Regions from separate parts of the Triticum aestivum genome. Here region 1 is linked to region 2. Evidence: chromatin contacts called from public Hi-C data. All regions are on one chromosome and are shown on one strand. Each heading gives the region's core, a stretch centred on a gene start, on an enhancer-like site or on the middle of the called end of the contact. The rest is flanking DNA. Distances are from core to core; before and after follow the strand shown.

The links. A called contact is a pair of places that touch in the nucleus more often than the background predicts.
Region 1: a contact with region 2 is called in a Hi-C map of leaf, with 7 times the contacts expected there. The contact joins the promoter of LOC123160778 here to the promoter of LOC123156161 in region 2. A contact is called at or near these places in 3 of 5 Hi-C or Micro-C datasets (all in leaf).

The regions. Positions count from the first base shown.
Region 1 is chr7B:246,770,198-246,773,058 of IWGSC CS RefSeq v2.1, forward strand. It overlaps LOC123160778 (traB domain-containing protein), which reads left to right and starts at 1,498. Exons shown (of 7, transcript XM_044578615.1): 1 at 1,498-1,930; 2 at 2,017-2,132; 3 at 2,210-2,298; 4 at 2,387-2,461; 5 at 2,549-2,641; 6 at 2,773-2,861. The coding sequence starts at 1,587.
Region 2 is chr7B:246,284,954-246,287,983 of IWGSC CS RefSeq v2.1, forward strand. LOC123156161 reads right to left here and starts at 1,533. Exons shown (of 1, transcript XM_044574329.1): 1 at 1-1,533. The coding sequence starts at 1,218. It also overlaps the pseudogene LOC123156164.

The DNA.
Region 1 (2,861 bases), core at 248-2,747, 490 kb after region 2:
GACCGCGGACGCACATAGGGCCAAAGTCTTGTGGTGTTGTGTGGCGGTCTCGCGTGCGAGGTCCTGTGCGCAATAGGGAGGCCGAACCCGCATGGCGGCGTCTTCGACTCTATGTGGGCTGGTCCGGTCACGCCAGTAGGGGCACGCGACACACACAACCCCCATCGGATCGGTTAGATCCTCGGTTGCACCAGCTGGGCCCGCACGGGGCTCATGGCCGGCTGCGACTCGTGCCTCGGCTCGATTACTCGGTGGCGCGCTCCTCGCCATCGGATCTCCACGGCCGCCACGTAACCACCCGGTTTTTTCTGGGGTCCATGGCGCGTGGGGCGTGGACGTGAACAAGGCCACTTCTCTGTAATGGTTTTCGTTGCGACCTAGTGCACCCTCTAGCGCGACGCCCTGCACACGACGGGCCGCCGGCTTTGCCTGTCAGCGTCGCTCACCCGCTGGCCAACCCGGGTATGAGCAGGCGCAACGGCGTTCACAGGAGCCGGCTCGGGGTGTGAGCGACGGACCCGGACCACTGAGGTTGTCTAGTGCTCGGCTTAAGTCGGTGTGGGACGTGAACATTTTGATCCTTTCCTTAAGTCGGTTATATTTTCATGTAAATTTGTTGTTTACACCGCAAAGACGCGTGTGAAGTACACTTGTCTTTCTCTCCCTTCACTTTACAGGTCTCAATCTGCAGGACCCTTTGCCCATTCCCGTCGGTGATGTTCACAACATGATTTTGGCATGTGTAACCCGAGTCACGTGCTGCTCAGCCACAGATGCAGGGAGGACAAAAACAATGCAGCCTACCAAACCTCCAGACCTCCTATACAACGCTTTATGCATCAAGGAAGCAGAGATGCGCTCATGCGCTACTTGTGTGGGCTGGCCCAGCAAGCAAACCGAGCACTGCTCCCTCCCCCTCACTTGGTTCTCAGGGTTGACAACTCGGCCATTGATCGGCTGATCGCCGTCAGATTGAATCCCTACTATTCCTTTAGTCAATACAAATTGTGACCTGGATCTCGTGAATATATCAATTCCAGCCAACGGTGACACTATGGCTTCACTTCAATTGATTCTTAACAAATTGGTATTTTCAGTTGGTGAGGGCCATTCTCTCTATATATAGGACGTTGATTAAGAATATATAGAGAATTCTTGGGCAACTGCGTAGATTTATGTAATATCAGTTGATCGTTGACTTTAAAAAACCATGAATCTAAAAAAATCATAAATTTTTTAAAAATCACGAATATTTAAAAGTTCAAAATTTTAAAATAAGTTTACTAATGTAAAAAAAATCATTTTTTTAGAACTGTGTGAAAAAGTTCGTAAATTTGATAGGGGGAGTTTGGGCTTACTAATTTTTTGTTGCAACTGGCCTAGTGCAGGGCCGAATGTGTCACAAAAATTCTGCAGAAAATCTATACGATCGGGATCCGAGATCGGCGTAACGCGACTACGCGAGTGGCACCGAGCCCATTTACGCCATCCATCTCCGGACCAAGCGCTCCACAGCCGCCCATAATTTTGTCACAATATCCTCCCGCGCCGCGCGTCTGCGCGGGCACCACAAACCAGAAGAAGAAATGGCAGCGGGCCCCACGCCATCCACAGCCGCGTCCTTCCGGCCGCCCCTGCCGCCTCCGCCGCCGTGCTTCGACTACCGGTCCGCGTCGCTCGCCGATACGCGTGCCAGCGCCGCCACCGCGGACCCCGCGCTGGCTGGGTTGGTCGAGTCCGGTGCACTGGTACGCGTCCCGCGGCGGCGGTTCGGGCCGGTGCCGGCGTGGCGGCCGCCGGATTTCGCTGAGCCCGAGGACGTGTGGATCCTCGGGACCTCGCACCTCTCCGCGGAGTCTGCCGACGAGGTCGAGCGCGTGCTCCGTGCCGTCCACCCCGACAACGTCGTCGTCGAACTCTGCCGGAGCAGGCATGATCCAGTATCCCGACCGACCGTATCATCACCGTTTCTCTCTTCGAAATCTGAGCGGTGCCTTTGCAGTGCCCTTACTGCAGAGCCGGGATCATGTACGCTTCCGACGACGCCTCCGGCGAGCCGCTGTTGAAATCCAACATGTTTTCGCTCGGCGGCGCCAAGTTCTTGGGAGCCGTCAACCGGAGCATCAACCTGGGTACTATGTGCTACCTCAGGTTCCTCGAACAAATGGAACGCTGCTGATTTCATTGCCATCTTTTTGCGACGGTGCAGGTGGACAGAGTGCTCTTGCTCTGCGTTTGCTCCTGGCTGTTTTTTCTTCCAAGATTTCTTCTGGCGCGAACCGGCCGTTTGGGGAGGAGGTACTCTGTTTGCTCATGTCAGTCTTTCACATATTGTTATGGAACGACTCAGAACCTCGAATTGTTTTGTTATCAAATCTTCATGCAGTTCCGAGCAGCTAGGAGGGTGTCTGAAGATATTGGCGCTCAGCTCGTTCTTGGGGATCGCCCTATTGAAATAACTGTATGTGGACATCTGCAACTAAGCAAGCTGATCATATGCTAGTTACATGTGATGTGTCACTGATGGTGTCACATTTTGTTCTTGTAGCTTGAACGAGCTTTGAAATCCCTCAGCTGGGATGAAAAGACTAAACTCGTAATCTCATTATTCCGTGGAATCACTTCAACCACCGATATGCCGGTAAATGCTACTACCTGTGTTGCTCCAGTTTCCAGTCTTCCTGTTAATCAATTAGCCAAAGTACCATTTTTTGCAGTTACCGTCTTAGTCTTACTGACATGCATGCATGTCTGGCTGCTAACTATCAGCAGGATGAGAAAGCTGCGGTTAGCCCGTACGAGTTGTACGAGAAGCTTAGCAGCTCATATCCTTCGCTGCTGCAGCCTCTCATACATGAGCG
Region 2 (3,030 bases), core at 283-2,782:
GACGATGCCGATGCTGCGCGCGACCGCGGAGCGCTCGAGCGCGCCGAGGCTGGCCTTCTTGACGAACAGCCCGGCGAAGCCCGAGGGGTTCTCGCCGAACACCTTGAAGAAGTTGCAGACGATGAAGTCCGGGCGGAGGAGGGAGAGGCCGAGGGTGTCGAGGTCCTTGGCGCCGAGCGCGCACGCGTCCAGCGCCACGTGCCACCCCTGCTCCGCCGCGGCGCTCATCCAGAGGTACGGGTACCTCGCGCCGGTCATGCGGGACACCAGCGGAAACACGAAGAGCCCGCGGCCGCGCTGCCGCCGCCGCCCACGGAGCAGCTTTTTGCGGAGGTCCGCGGCGTGGACGCGCATGCTCGGCCACGCGAAGCTCGCGTTCATGACCTCCGCGCCGCGGCTGCGCGCGCTCTGAGCCATGGCACCCACCGCCTCGCTCTCGTAGTCGTACACGGAGAGCAGCTTCTTCCTGCCGCCGCCGGGAGTGAAGGAGTAGGATTCTGCCAGCAGCCGGAAGGCCGTGGTCCGGTTCGCCGTGCACACCATGGTGTACTCGTCCTCGGGGATCTTAAGGGACGCCATGATGCGCCTCGTGACGGCGCCGCTGATGCCCCCCGCCGCGGATGCGGCGGCAGTGCCGTCCCCGCATTGCTGCACCTGCGACCGCAGGCTCGCCGACCTGTACGCGATGTCGAAGAAGGGGGGCTGCCACGCCGACGGCTCCGCCGGAGCTGACGTGGACGGCAGCGACGAGTTCATCTGCGCGTGGGAGAAGAGGTTCATCCCGTTGTAGTCCAGGCAGACGTGGCGGTCGAGGTGCCTGTACTCCCCGTCCCTGATCGCGTCCGCCGAGCCGGCTAGCCCGCCGTACTGCGGGAACGCGGAGGCGAACTCCGAGTAGGCCTCAGGGAGCGGCGGGAGGGACTCGTGGTTGGTGAACACCGGCGCCCCGGGGAACAGCCCCGACGCCGCTGACCTGACGAAGTTGTGCCGCGACGTCCTCGCCGACGTGGTCGTGACGGTCGTAACCGTGGCCGTCCGCTTGGCGCGCACCGGCACGCAGCCGGGCATGCACCCGTGCTCGCGGTCCGCAGCCCCATTCGATGCCGACGCCGCCGGCATCTCGCGCTGCTTCTGCTTCTGCCTCTGCCTCCTGTCGTCGTCGCCGGCTGCCGCGTTCTTGCTGCCCCTGGATAAGTACTTTGTGAAGAGGAAGAGCATGGTTGCCTCATGGGCAGGTTGTCGTTGGGCTAGCTAGCTCGGCGCCGGCCGGGCGCGGTCGACGCCGCTGTCTAGGAGCTGTCGGACAGCGACCGGATGGCCGGCCGGCCGCGGCCGCCTCTTTCTGAGCTCCTTGTTTGCTTCGCTAGCTGGTGATGAACGACGATGTGCGCGCCAGTGGCTCTCCTGCTGCCGGGGGAAACCTTTAGTTTCTCCTTGAGCTAGCCAAGTCCACAGGCTCGCGCAGACAGCGACGTAGCAAGAAAGCGTGAAGCAGCAGCACCCATCTGGTTCATGGAGGCTGGTATGCAGTTCCAGTCAATGAGAAACCGCTGAATGACAGATGATTATATAGGATGATGGATGAGTATTAGCCCTTTTTAATCTGGCCTGGATGATTGTCTTCAACCTGAACATGCATTCACTTGTATGATGATGGATGGTAAACCAGAGCAGACAGAGTTGCTTTCCCATTCCCCCGGATTCATGGATTTTTACGAGGTAATAGCACCCCAGATCCACAAACTTGCACAGAATGTGATGTTTTAGTTCAAAACTTGCAAAATGTTACTGAGGACTCCCACAATTTGACACCCTATGTGATGTTTTGGTCCACAGCCAATTACAACATGACAAGTGGCAGTCTAGAGGGTGGACCGGTCAGCTCTTGCAATTTTGCACAAAGGCCCCTGCCGTTTCCTCGATTCAGCAATGTTACAGAGCTCATGACCAAGATCGCTACGACGCCAACTACACTCTGCTCAACAACAGGTTTGCATGTGAATGCGATGCATTTGGTCGATCTGGTTAGCTACCTGGGTTCTCGGAGAGCATGAGGTTGGTGAGGAGCTTGCGCCTATCTGAAACCAATTTACAGAAGCAATCGATCTAAGTTACAGATTAACCCGCTACCACAAAAAATTCAGTCTGAAACCAACAAGCTAGATTCATATGCGACCATCAACAATTCAGTAAAGCATCGCAATACTGTTCGTTTTTGTTAAACTGAACTGACGAGACTGAACAACTAGCACGATTTCAGAACTGACCACACCGTGTAGTAGACAGACATATAATTTAGAAGACCTGAGACTCTGTCCAATTCCAATCGGCTGCTGCTTTCGATCTGAACTAGATACTGAAACAAACAGATTCGATCAACCCGCGACCGTCTACGACCGAAGCAGAATTCGGGTCCCGCACAGACCAGACAGCGATCGCGCTGGGAGGGGGGGTGGGAGTCTGCGAGAGGGGATCGATGGATCGGTGGTATGCATATCCTGAAGGACGTAGGCGACCTTGGCGGAGTCGGAGTAGCTGGGAAGCGACATGCCGCCGGCGGCGAGCGAGAGCTTGGCGGCGCCGATGGAGGCGACGCCGAGCATGGGCAGCTCGGCGGGGCTCCACTCGTAGTAGGCGCCGCCGTAGGCCTTGGCCGGCTGCCTCGGGGTCAGATCCACCGCCATCGAAAAAGGAGAAGCTGCTACGATCGATCGAGAGGTCGGTTGGTTGGGGGGTTGGAGGGTTGCCGGGAGCTGGAGGGCGTGATCGTATCGCCGTATCGGTGCAACGTAGCGGAGCCGCCACGCCGCGTCGTCGTTCCACAGCCTCGCGTGCGTCGGCCTCGCCGACAAGTGCGGCGCGGGCGCGGCGGGCCATCTCTACGGCCCGAGCAGAGGCATCAGCGCGACCCCTGTGAGGCTGCTCCCCGCGGCCCCTGCGAGGCTGCTTGCGTCGACGTCGGCACGCTGGAGTTCCGGTCCGTGGTGGAGCCCGTCAGCCGCATCCAGCCGGCGCTCGCCACCCGCCCCG